Regions from separate parts of the Sus scrofa genome. Here all the other regions are linked to region 1. A link is a contact called in public HiChIP or PLAC-seq and promoter capture Hi-C data. All regions are on one chromosome and are shown on one strand. The core of a region is the stretch at or near the end of the contact, and the rest is flanking DNA. Distances in the headings are between cores, read along the strand shown. Region 1 holds the start of PARP3 (poly [ADP-ribose] polymerase 3). Region 2 holds the start of POC1A (POC1 centriolar protein homolog A). Region 3 overlaps POC1A (POC1 centriolar protein homolog A). Region 4 overlaps POC1A (POC1 centriolar protein homolog A).

The links. Promoter capture Hi-C pulls out the DNA fragments that hold promoters and counts their contacts. HiChIP or PLAC-seq counts read pairs in DNA pulled down with a chosen protein or histone mark.
Region 2: a contact with region 1 is called in a promoter capture Hi-C map of liver, with 3 times the contacts expected there. The contact joins the promoter of POC1A here to the promoter of PARP3 in region 1. A contact is called at or near these places in 1 of 5 promoter capture datasets (liver), 5 of 47 Hi-C or Micro-C datasets (alveolar macrophages, blood, embryonic fibroblasts and 1 more) and 2 of 2 datasets of contacts at active chromatin or transcription factors (alveolar macrophages and skeletal muscle).
Region 3: an H3K27ac HiChIP or PLAC-seq map of skeletal muscle shows a contact between it and region 1. The contact joins the enhancer-like site here to the promoter of PARP3 in region 1. A contact is called at or near these places in 1 of 5 promoter capture datasets (liver), 6 of 47 Hi-C or Micro-C datasets (alveolar macrophages, blood, embryonic fibroblasts and 2 more) and 2 of 2 datasets of contacts at active chromatin or transcription factors (alveolar macrophages and skeletal muscle).
Region 4: a contact with region 1 is called in an H3K27ac HiChIP or PLAC-seq map of alveolar macrophages. The contact joins the enhancer-like site here to the promoter of PARP3 in region 1. A contact is called at or near these places in 1 of 5 promoter capture datasets (liver), 6 of 47 Hi-C or Micro-C datasets (alveolar macrophages, blood, embryonic fibroblasts and 3 more) and 2 of 2 datasets of contacts at active chromatin or transcription factors (alveolar macrophages and skeletal muscle).

What each region holds. Positions count from the first base shown.
Region 1 is chr13:34,074,948-34,077,981 of Sscrofa11.1, forward strand. PARP3 (poly [ADP-ribose] polymerase 3) reads left to right here and starts at 1,547. Exons shown (of 10, transcript XM_013981755.2): 1 at 1,547-2,046; 2 at 2,392-2,517; 3 at 2,736-2,924. The coding sequence starts at 1,864. RRP9 (U3 small nucleolar RNA-interacting protein 2) reads right to left here and starts at 478. Exons shown (of 15, transcript XM_003358455.4): 1 at 309-478; 2 at 1-82. The coding sequence starts at 395.
Region 2 is chr13:34,306,618-34,309,651 of Sscrofa11.1, forward strand. It overlaps POC1A (POC1 centriolar protein homolog A), which reads right to left and starts at 1,479. Exons shown (of 11, transcript XM_021068878.1): 1 at 1,084-1,479.
Region 3 is chr13:34,285,533-34,288,566 of Sscrofa11.1, forward strand. The region is part of intron 6 of POC1A (POC1 centriolar protein homolog A); the gene reads right to left. Among named protein-coding and RNA genes, the nearest start is that of POC1A, 21 kb to the right of the region's middle. Within about 2 kb of position 1,634, at least 6 of the 83 cell types and tissues checked have an H3K27ac peak or open chromatin away from gene starts, as enhancers often do. A contact at or near this core is called in skeletal muscle, where this site is marked.
Region 4 is chr13:34,266,124-34,269,157 of Sscrofa11.1, forward strand. All of the region lies in intron 9 of POC1A (POC1 centriolar protein homolog A), which reads right to left. Among named protein-coding and RNA genes, the nearest start is that of POC1A, 40 kb to the right of the region's middle. Within about 2 kb of position 1,393, at least 33 of the 83 cell types and tissues checked have an H3K27ac peak or open chromatin away from gene starts, as enhancers often do. A contact at or near this core is called in alveolar macrophages, retroperitoneal adipose tissue, skeletal muscle and 1 more, where this site is marked.

The DNA of each region.
Region 1 (3,034 bases), core at 297-2,796:
TTTCATTTTCCGAGTCACTGGATATTTCCTCATTCATCTTGCCGCCACCCTTGGACTTGCCCTTGTCCCCAGAAGAGTCGCCCTAGGAATTATTTAATACTTTCTTTGGTCAGGGGTCCCGACCACCCTGGCACTGACCAAGGGCCCTTACGGTCCCTCGAGAGCCACTGGGAAAGGCTTTTCAGTATCTGGCGCATGGAATGAGGAACGAAGCTGACTCCAGGTGGAGTCCCACCGGGTCCCCAGGATGGGATGATGGTGGTCCCTGTAGCGGGATTGACCTCCGCCCGCCAAAGCGCCACGCCCACCTTTCGCCGCCGCTTGCCGGCCCCCGCACCAGCCCCGGCTCCTGAGGCTGACTTTCCCCGCTTTCGAGCCGCCACGGTCGCCGACATGTCGCCCACTATGCCTTGCAGCTAACACCGAGGAACTCACGTGGCGGCTAAACCCGGGCGTCCGCAAGACTCCACACGCGGATAGGCTACCACTGCTCGGTGGGCCCCGCCTCCCACGGCTCCGCTGGGTCCTTCGATTGGTTCTGTCACGCCTCCAAGCTCCCATTGGATGAACTCCTATAGCCAAGCCTCCTAGGGCTCCCATAGGCTCCCACGCCAGGCTCCTGTAGGAAGCAAGCCTCTCCTGGGCGTTTCCGGCCCAAGGCTACGGCGCGTGCGCCCTGCTGCTGGCTGACGTCTAAGGAGTGGTCGGACCCAGACGCCTTCTCAGTGTTTGCACCTCTTGGACAGTAGGGGGCGCCAGAGATACGGGGTTCTTTTTCCTGGAGTGTGACTCCTCCCTGTCAGGGGCGGGTGCCAGAGTGAACCAGTCTGGCACTAAATAACCGGGGGGGAGGGATACAGGTAGCTCCGGGGTGAGCGAAGCAGTGACTGCACCTGGGCCCAAGGCCCGTAGACAACCGGTGGAGACATATTGCATGCCTCAGGCCAGATGAGCAGCGCTAAGGGCGCACCAGACCCCTGGGCCTTGGCTGTGTCTGATCAAGTGTCCACCCATCCATGGGACAGGCTGCCCTCGTCCTGCCCAGCCTCTGACTCACCCGACCGGGGGCCAAATAGCTGGAATCCTACTCATCCCAAGTTCTTTCTCTGCTTCACTAAAGCTTACAGAGGGTTGCTGGGACCAGCACTGTCTGGGAGGTACCCACCCAGTGGCAGCCACCTTTCCCAGGTCCCTGCTTCTCTTAGGTGAGTGCCCTATGGCCGTGCCCACAGCCTTCCCCAGGGCAGGGCAGGGCAGGTTGAATGTGACTGGCTCTTGCTCTCTGGCAGTTCGAAGCCGTGGTCCAGCACTGACTGGTACCTCAGAACTCTTGAGCCTGCTGGGAGGGTTTCTGCACCACTACGTTCCAAGCTCTGGAGGGACAGATCTGGCCTCAGGAGTGCTGCCCCCAGGAGCCACTGCCCACTCTCCTCCATAGCTGGATGACTCAGCCCAGCAACCCTGCCAGGCCCAAGTTAGCTGAGAGGGGGGAGGAACAGAGTGCTGGGGGGGGGGAGGAGCCCAAAGGTTGGAGTGGGGAGATTCTTGTTTCACTTTCCTTTCACCTCAGGACACACGGGAGAGCTAGAGAGGGTGGAGAGCTCCTCTTCCTTGACCAGACTGGGCAGCCCGGTCACGGGACTGGCCTGGTCTCTGTGACTGGAAAAAGGGGCGTTTCTAGGGTGCAGAGAGCTAGTTTTGGTTGGATGTGGGAGTGGGGAAATTGAGGCACAGGGGGCGGGGGCAAGCAGTGGGAGATCACCAAAGGGCAAACTCAGGGTGGGGCAAGCTGGTGCTATTCCAGCTAGGTGGGGTGCAAAGGCCACAGAGGACTGAGGGCCCTCTCTGTGTCCCGGAATAGCCATGGCTCCAAAGCGCAAGCCTGGGGTGCAACGTGAGGGCCCTGAGAAGAAGAAGGGGAGGCAGGGGGCAGAAGAGGAGGACAGTTTCCGCTCCACTGCTGAGGCCCTCAGAGCTGCACCCACAGAGAAGCGCATCATCCGAGTGGACCCCCTGTGCCCACTCAGCCACAACCCCGGGACCAAGGTAAGCTGTAGTTCCTGGCCAGTCCCGGCACCTCCTCTCTCCTGTGTACAAATATATTCAGACCTCTCCCCTCCTGCTTGGTTCTGGCCATGTAACTCAAGGCTCTGAAAGGCTATATCCCATCAGATCTAGATGGGTCATGTCTACTCTTCAGACCCCAGGGCAGGCCCTTGAGCTTCTCAAGCCTCCCGCTACCACACTTAAGGCAATGTTCTTAGATAAGACATCTTCTGACACCCCAGTGTAGTCTGACCTCTGTCAGCATGCAGCCAGGTACCCCATCCCACTCGAGGGTGGCCTAAGCCAGCCTGACACCCCCACACACAACACTCTCTTGGGCCACAGGTGCATGAAGACTACGACTGCACCCTGAACCAGACCAACATCGGGAGTAACAACAACAAGTTCTACATCATCCAGCTGCTGGAAGAGGGTGACCGCTTCATCTGCTGGAACCGCTGGGGCCGTGTGGTGAGTGCCACCCGCCCAACCTGTGCCTGCCTCCTCCATACCTCTCCATGCTCAGTGCACACCCCTTGCCCCCTGGGGTCTCTACAGCTTACTCAGGCCCAAAGGCCACAGCTGCCCCCTCCCTACCTCTGTTGTCCACAGGGCTTGCACAACAGAGGCCAGCAAATACTGACGGTGGGCACTGGGGTGGGCACACCCCTGAAAGCTGTTACTTGCAGGGAGAGGTGGGCCAGTCGAAGCTCAGCCACTTCGTGTCACTGGAGGATGCAAAGAAAGACTTTGAGAAGAAATTTCGGGACAAGACTAAGAACAGCTGGGCAGAGAGGGAATACTTTGTGGCCCACCCCGGCAAGTACACACTTATTGATGTACAGAGAGAGGACAAGGTCCAAGAAGCCGTGGTGAAGGTAAAGTGGCCAGGGAGAGAGGGAGGGCCTGGGCCAAGGGTGGGGCTAAACAGCAAGACCCAGCTGATTGGGCTCTGCCACTGCCCAGCCATGCAGCCTCAGGCACAAGC
Region 2 (3,034 bases), core at 229-2,728, 230 kb after region 1:
CTGTGGTGTAGGTTGGCTAGTAGCTGTAGCTCCAATTAGACCCCTAGCCTGGGAACCTCCATATGCCTCAGGGGCAGCCCTAAAAAAGACCAAAAAAAAAAGAATCAGAAACCTCAAAGAAACATCTTGGAGGCACCAGGGAGCCCAGCAAACCTACTCCTGAGCCAGAGCAAGGCCACTGCCACTCCAAAAAGCTGTAACCAGAACAAAGGCTCCCATGGCCCCATGCCCAGCTCCACCCCAACACACCTGCCAGAATCCTTTCAACAAGAGAGGGAAAAGCACAACAGGTGGGCCCAGAACAGAGCAGTAACTGCTCCACCTGAGCTTCTTGGAAAAACAAAGGTAACATAGTGCCCATCTCTAGAGGCAAGTTCAGATCCACCCTTAACCAGGGGACCCATGAAATCTTCCAACACCCTCTCTTCCATTCCTGCAACTTGCTGGTTCCTCGTCTCCCCCAAAGGGGTTTATATTTTGGGGTAGGGGAAAGAACATCAAATTAGGGTTCAAAAGGCCTGGTTCCTAAGGAAGCCAACAGGCCACCATCCAGCCACCTTGACTCTCAACCCAAGCCAGAGGACCAAGCAGGTTGAGGTTCAAAACAACCTCTCAAAAACAGGGGCTTCGGAGTGCTCCCCTCTGGCCTCCGAGAGGGCATCCTGGTTCAAGTTACACCGCAGGCCTAGGCCGTCCTGGGCATCCTGGGGCCTGCTGTTCCCACACGTCGTAACAGGGTGCACCCTCAACAAGCCCCCATTCAGCTACCCACTGCTCAGGAAAACAAGACTGAAGCCACACAGGCCCGGCGCTGATCCCAGGTCAGACGTCCCAGTCGGGCAGTACTAATGTCTCCTCCGCGGAGATACAAATCCTAAGAATAGAGACTGGTTCGTTAGCCCTGGCAACCGGCACAGGGCCTGGCTCGCAGGAGGCGTTCGCTAGATGCCCCGACCCATCGCACCCTGCACAGACTGTAAACTAGGGCAGGAGAGGACCGCACGGAGCCCTGCGCCCGGCCAGGCGCCCACTGTCCTCGTGGGGAGACTAAGGCCCGGGCGGCAGCCGCTGGCAGGAACTTACCGGGTAGGGCGATGCCATGGCGGGGCTGGGAGCGCCCAAGGCGCCGGAGGAAGCAGCGGCTGCCGTTGAGGCGCGTTCAGTTTCCGCGCCCCCAACCGCCGCCAATAGCAACGCGGGTCGCTTGGCCCCGCCCCGCCCACCGCAATTAAAGGAGACTGGGCGCCTCGGCTTTTTGCACCCGGGACCGGAAGGAGAGTTGACCGAGTCCACTGTCTCCGCGTCCAGCACCACCAAGCCAGGCAGCCTACGGACGGCGTCGCTAAAGGCCTGTGTCCACCGTCGCTCATTCCCCCTGAGAAATTAAAAAGCCCAGGATGAAGTGTTCGCCCCGCCGACGGGTAGTCCGGTTAAGGCTAAGGCGAACACAGCCTTCTGGGAAATGCAGTTCCTCGATTCCCGCATCCTCCTGTCGGGAGGAAGGTGGGACTACATTTCCCAAGATGCCCTAAGGCCTGATTAACCAACGAAAGAGAACCTTTTAGGATCCCGGAGATGGAGGTACTTGGCTCATTGTATCTGCGTCCTTTTTTTTTTTTTTCTTTTTTTTTTCCCGTGGGCGCGGCGCCTGGCACTTGGAAGTTTTTGGGCCAGGGATAGAACAAGGCCACAACAGCGACCCAAGCCGCTGCAGTGTCTACGCAGGATCCTTAACCCTCTGCCGCAAGAGAGCGCCGTGTCTGTGTCCTCTTAAAGCGCTCGGATGGCCGGCTTTTCTCTCAGTACCCCATTTACAGCCAGTTATTCACTCTTTGGGAATTCTTTAAGTGGTTCACTCCTCTGAACGCGCTTAAAACAAGTGTCGATTTAAAAGAACACAAATCGAGTTCCCCCGTGGCGCAGTGGAAACGAATCCGACTAGGAACCATGCATGGGGTTGTGGGGTCGATCCCTGGCCTTGCTCAGTGGGTTAAGGATCTGGCTTTGCCCTGAGCTGTGGTATGGGCTCCAGATGCTGCTCGCTTCCTATGTCTGTGGCTGAGGTGTAGGCCGGCAGCTGTAGCTCCTATTAAACCCCCCAGCCTGGGAACATCCATATGATGCAAATGCGGCCCTAAGGAACAAAAAATAAAAATAAAAGAACACAAATAACTCGGAATCACATCCATGGAGTGGAGAGGCCTGGGTTCTATTCCCAGTTCTTGCCTTGATTGGCTGTATGACCTCAGGAAAAATAACACTGCTCCGAGGCCCTGTTTCCACATTAGTAATATAGGAAAGGGTGAAGGCAGCCTGGCTCTCTCTTCTCCTGAGAAGCCTCTTGTAAACTACATGTAAATTATGTGTGTGTTTAAAAGAGGAGACAATCCAGAGGTCTGGCCACCAGAGGCCATCCTTGCTCACTTTTCTGCTGTCCCTCCACCTTTCTTCTATCCTGCCTAACTCTGGGCATCTTCCCAACCTGGATCTGATCTGAACTGGACATTTTTGCAAGATTTGGGATCCTTCCATCACCTACCCAGGCTAGATTGGCTACTAAGATCTGGCCAGGCCCTTAGGTTTCTCACTACATACTGAGACCTAAGATGATGTCCCTGAACCAGCAAACCAGAGCCCCGTTGAGTGAACTCAGAGACTGGCAGTGGAGGGACCTAGCATGTAGAGGGGTGAGCCTCTTCTTTGGACCTGGAAGGTCTAGGGCCAGACACAAGAAATAGATACATTTAATCCATCTTCACTGTAATTTGGCTTAAAATTGGTTCCTGTATGTTAAAAATGTTCAGGCTAACTTAAGTTACACACTACGAAATTCTCCTTAAAACTAGCATCACTTATACATACCCAGAGATTGTTCAGCACTGTTCAAATGGCCATTTGCAAGCTTTCCCACCAATGTTTGCATCTTATTCAGCTGTTCTCTGGCATACTGGCAAAACATTTAAAGTGAGAAAGCTAAGGAAGAAAAAAATCAAATTTAAAAAAAAAAAAAAAAAAGGAGTTCCCGTGTGGCTCA
Region 3 (3,034 bases), core at 384-2,883, 210 kb after region 1:
GATCTGGCCACCCCGCACCCTGTCCGCTCCCTAGTGGTGGGACCTTCCCACCTCCTGTCCCCCTTGGGCCAGAAAGACTCTTGCCCACCTTATCCCCTAACCCTGAAGCCCTCTGCTCAGAGGCACCTCAAGGAAGCCTCCTGTGACCTCACCAGCAGGGCCACTCCCTTGTTGTGTCCTCCTGAATCAACATGAGGCTCTTCACAGTAGAGATTTTATACCTATGCACAGTTGGGTTCACAGCTGGGTAACCCATGAGACCCTAGGCTCCATCAACCAGGGGCCGTGCTGGGGCCTTGGTTCCTGGCTCAGCACCTGATGTTGTATGGGACTCAAAAGCAGTGGGTGAGTGGGTGAATTGGGTCCAGGCAGGCCACATGGGGACAGCAACATGTGGACCAGCCACATCACCACTTCTTAGAGTAGCTGCTGGGGAAGACCCAGGTACCTTCTCACCCACTACCACAGACCTGGTGACGGAAACCAGCTGGCCTACGATAACTGCGACCCTGCCAGGTCAAACATTCTACAGACATAAAGGCAAATTCTAAAACCAACCCCTCATCCTGGCCCTGTGCAAGCCTAGGAACCATTGCTGGACCAGTAAACACAGCCCCCCACAAAACAGCCCTCGGCAGAGCTGAGGAGGTGCACGGAGTCCCTCAGATACCAGCCTAGCCAATGTGCAGACATGCCCAGGGACAGCGGATCCATGTCCCAAGCACACCTAGGGGAGACAGCAGGCCTTTATGTAACACTCTCTCAGCTTCCCAAGCTCCAAGAAGCAGCCTGGAGAGGGACCGATGGGGTTTCTACAACCAGCTCCTGGAGGCAGAGCACAGAGCCCCCACAGGCTGATGCCCTCCCACACTTGAGGCCCTGTGACAGAGGGCAGCACCCTCAGTGCTTAGCAAAAAGGGGGCAAAGAGAGCAGAGGAATAAGCCATAGCCAGCCCCAGCAGGAACTCAACAGCCATAAGCAGCAGCAGAAAGAACATCAGGGGCACAGAGTGTGTGATGCTGACTCCCCCACATGTCAGGGGCACACCCATGTATGCAGACCCGCAGGAAGGTGTGGAGAGAAGCTCCAGACAGAGAGCAGGGGTTCTCTCCAGGGAGGATAGGAATCGGGGACTTCTAGTTTTTACTCTGTGTACTTCCAGAACATATTTAACCATCAGAATATAGTCACTGTGATTATACAACTGAGCAAATGCTAAAAAGCGAATCCTTCCCTCCCCAAAAAAGAGTGGGTAAGGTCTAGGGAGGCGGGAGACCAGGTCCTGCAGGCACTTTAAGTTGTGCGTCTACAGGCTGCAAGCCAGCACCCTATTCCCAAGGGGCGGGCTGTGCGTAGGCTCGTGCTCACCAGGACACTGGTCCACACCAGCAGTGAAGGGGGGTGAGAAAGGGGCTCAAAACACTGAGATCCCCTGGGGAGTCCTGCCCACCCCCGTCCCCTCAGCCGGGCAGCTCTGAGAGACAGGTGCCCTTTACCATTCCCCAACCTCCCCCTGGGCCTCCTTAAATGCTGCTCCTGGCACATCTGCCTGCCTGAGCCTGGAGAAGGGCATGCTATTCTTGTTTCTGCAGCCCTTGGCAGCCTGTGCTGGCATGGATGCCACCCCCACTCCACCAAAGATGAAGCTGGCAGGGAAAAGCCAACAGCAGGGTGGTTCAGAGGAGGTGAGCTCGGGGAGTCCAGGGCTTACCCAGCACCAGCAGGGCGTGGCTACCATGCCAGGGCCTACCACCTGGTCTAGCCCACCCAAGGGAGGGAACTCCCTCCCTCCCAGAGGAAGGGCACCTGAAGCCCTGCTCCACTCTAAATGGAATAAGTATGGAGTTCCTGCGTGGCACAACGGGATGGGTGGCATCTTGGGAGCACTGGGACAGTGGGTTAAGAATCAGGCATTCACAGGGCCGCAGCCCACTTGGCCATGGGACACTGCCCTGGCCCTCTGCCCTCCGCTCCCCACTGGTTGGCTCTGGGCAGGGCAGTGCCTCTCTACTCCAGGGACGGGGGTGTGGCGCTTGAAGCAGGGACCCCCACAGAGCAGTCCCTCATCTCCCCCAAATGTGTTCATGCCTCCCCACGGCTAGTACAGAGGCTGTGCGCTGCACTGCTCAGCACTCGGACAACTTGGGAACGCCTGGCCCCCTCCTGCTCCTCACCCACAGCTACCTGAGGCTGCTCTGAGAATACACACAGGAATATATGCCCCTCTCCTCTTCCCTTCAGCCTCTTTGGAACTCCAGGTGTCTCTCCTTCTGTCCCTCCCCTGCAGGCATATAGGGAGCAGCGGGAGACGACTCTCACCAAAATTATGTTGCCCCATCAGTCCCTGGAGTGGATTAGCTGCAGGGGAGCAATCCCCGATGGCACCAATAGGCCCCCAGCCTCAGCAGCGTGCAAGCTGATGGGGGTGCATTATTTCCTCTTACCCCCTGCCTGCCCAAGACAATGCAGGAGGGCAAAAAGGAGAAAGTACAGGCTCTGGACAAGACGCGATGAATATGGAGCCCAGATGGACCAAGAGAAGGGGATGAACAAACACCCTACCCTGTGCCCCCTCTTGAGTGAAGAGCAGCCCTGGGATCACTGACATGGAAGGGGCCACCCTGAGGCTGACTGCTTTATGGTGCTGCTTGCCAAAGCCGGGAGGAAGGCAACAGGGAGCCGTGCCCCAAATAGGGCTCCCCCAACACCTATTTATTTCCTTGTTTGTGCTGATGCTAGCCAGGCCCTCACTTGTCCCTTTCAGGCACTCTGGAGGGACAAGACGCTGGGGAGGGCCGGTCTCGAGGTCCAGGGGCACAGGCAGTGCAGCTTAGCATGATACATGCTAAGGTGGGTTGGGCCTGGCCGGATGTCCCCATGTGTACAGAACTGAATAAAGTGGGTCTCTGAGGAAAAAAAAAAAGAATCCAGCATTGCCACAGTTGCAGCTAAGGTCGCAACTGTGGCTCAGATCTGATCCCTGGCCCAGGAATTCCATATGCCACAGGGTGGCCAAAAAAAAGTAAAAAAATT
Region 4 (3,034 bases), core at 143-2,642, 190 kb after region 1:
TCCCAGGAAACACGAAAACAAAGTCCCCAGTATTCCTAAGTCAGCCCCCAGAGCCCGGGCCCTGCCAGGCCCAACAACGGCCAAACCAGGCAGGAAGGTGCTGGGAGGGTTCAGAGAGGGTCTGCTTCCCCGGGTTTCTCAACATGAAGTCGTTACATGGATGAAAGAGACTGTGGAAGACTCACTATTCAGCCAAAGGGTGTAGCAGAGCGAGAGCTCCCAGCGCATTAAGAGGCACGTCGCGAGCCCCACAGATGCCCTGAGCCCAGGGCAAGGGCAGCTGATATGTTAGGAGTCTGGCTACATGAAATCGACACTCTTCCAAGATGCCTAAGTGCCTGGCATCCTCTGACTCATCTGCTGCCAAGAGCCCCCTTTAACAGCCTTGGGAAATTCAGAGCCAGAATTGGCATCAAGTGGAGGAAGGAGAGGCTCCTCTCTAAGACACGTAAATCTGGGGTTCACTTCTGCTCTAAATACCCACAATGCCCCATCTGCCAAGTGTCTCCTCGAATCCACACCTCTGCTCACCATGGAAAGCAAATGCCAGCCAGGAAGGCATATTCTCAGAAACAAACCCAAGTCTGAGTTCCCGAGTGAGAAAGCAAGTCTGTGAGGCAGGTGGAAATGGGCACCCTCCCCCACTTCTTCCTGATGATCCTCAGGCCACGAGAAGCCAGATCTTGAGCAAACGCCACCCAGGACCGCCTCCACATGGGGCAGGATCCAGGGCCAAGACTCTCTGGGCCAGGAATCCGGGCCCAAGAACCCCTACGTCAAGCCCACCTTGTATAGCCCCCCAACACGAAATGTGGGAGCTGAACCGGGAGAGCAGGGAGTGTCTGGGGCTCCTCCTTCAGAAAAAAGAGGAACTAGGAAGAAGAAAAGGGCCATCTCCAGGGAAGGCTGAGGCCCTGGACCAGACAACCATGGCTAACTGGCCTCCTCTTCCTAGGGACAGCTGCAGCACTGAGGCTCTGGGGGTCCTGGGCACTGTGCCCCTGAGGACTCTTGGGGACACAGGAAGAGGCATGTCTCCACCCATCTCAGGGATTTGCTTTCGAATCTGGAAGCAGAGAGGACTCAGGCCTCCCATCAGGAAGCACAACTGACACCTGCGAGAGGCTAGAACCTGCACCAGATCTCACAGGCTCAGCCTGCTGAGTGGGGTCAACCTTGAAGATGACCTGACAGAAGGGCCACCACCCCGCCTGCTGCCCTTCACCCCAGCAGGTTTGGAATACCTAAGTCCCTGCCCGGGTAGGGGGCTCTTCTAGTGCTGTAGGACCGAGGAAGGAAACGCGACATTTTAAAAATAGCTAAAGCTTAGTGAGCACTTGCCACGTGCCGGGCATGGTTCCAAGTGCCTGCTTGGCATGTACCACCTCGCGAAATCTCACGAAGGAGGTACCAGCATCTCCCCATGTGAGGCGAGTGGAGAAAAGCCCTCGGCCCTAGACCTCAAGGTTGTCTGAACTGGAGGGCAGCCAGCCCTGAGAACTCAGGAAGTGGTTTTTTAGTTTTACTGAATTACCTAGAATTCGGCCTTCTTCCCCTCCTGCCCCGCCCAGCACAATCTCCTTCCCAGTTGCATAATAGGCTCTCAGCGGTTGGAGGAAGGGCAAGAAAGAGATGATATCAGAATGAATGCATCTCTGCTCTTAAAAGTGGTTTTAAAATGCTTCTGTGGTTGAAGCAAAAGCCAGGTCAGCTCTAGTGGCTGGGACTTGGGAGGCAGGTGCCAAATCTAAGGTCAGCCAAGACATAGTGGTCCTTATGTCTCAGGGACAGACCCCAAAGCACAGATGGTAGGAAGGAGTGAGAAGCATGAGGATGAGTGCTAAGAAGGCAAGACGCCAGGGATGTGGTAGGGAATGGAGCTAAATCTCAGCCCCTTGAAAAGGCCAGCAGAAGGCCCTGCCACAGAAAGCTTAGGGGACCCCCACAAGCCCCTCTGGGAGGCATTCATCTGCTAGAAACCTTCCAACCTTCCTCTAGCCATGTAGTGTGTCATAGGGCAGAATGCGGAGCTTCCTGCCCACCCTCAGCCCAGTGCACAGGCTGGAGTCCTTCCTCTGCAGCTTTCCAAGCAGAGAAAGCTCCCCAGCCGCAGCCCTGAAATCCCTTCTCATCACAACTCAGCCAAGAATAGGGGGAAAATGGAACCCATTATTCTCATTCTGAAGGGCTGGGAAATGGCTTTTGCATTTCAACATGAAATGTGTCTAAAAATAAGCTGTGAATTTCAACCAGAGGTTGAAAATAGCTCCAGCAGTGAACAGAGCTCTGTTCAGAATGGGCTCAAGGATGGCCTTCATTCCAGGAGTGAGAGCTGAATGCCACGGTCAGGGCAGGGGTCCAGGGCAGAGGCTGTCACAGGCTCACAGGTCTGCCCCTCTGGCTTTAAACTGCCAAACTCTAACAGGCATGTGGTCTGGAATTCAAGATCCAGCATCTGGCCCAAAGGGCTTGCTAAAATCCCCAAATGCTCAGCAGTGATTCATGTGGCTTTAGATCTCAAGGCCCAGTGAACACACAGAGCTGGAGAGGGAAAAGCCATCAGGTTTGAGAGTTCCTGGGGCACAGTGGTGGTGCTTATGGTCTCTCTGAGAAGTCAAGTCATCAAACCACTCACCTGGTACTATCTCAGAGCAAGGAAGCCCGCAGGCAGGAAGGGCAAGAACACACTCTGAATGTACTGAAGGAAACCAAGTTGCTAAAGGTCCTTTTTTTTTTTTTTTTTTTTTTTTTTTTGTTATTTACCACTACCTCTGGAAGATTCCAAAAACTGATAAGCCAAACAACACTTCTACAGAATGGGCTTGTGTTGCAAAGCTGAGAGACCTGGGCCACAGCTGCTGTGGGCAGCCCAGATCTGGCCAATGGAGCAGAAGCACAGGCTCCAGGGTCCTCAGTGCCATCCCCAAGCTCCTCCCACCTGAAAGCCATGCCCACTTCCCCACACTCCTGCAGCTGCAGTGCCCTGCTTTCTGGGCTCAGTCAAGTTATTGCAGTGATTCTCAATGGGGAGCAG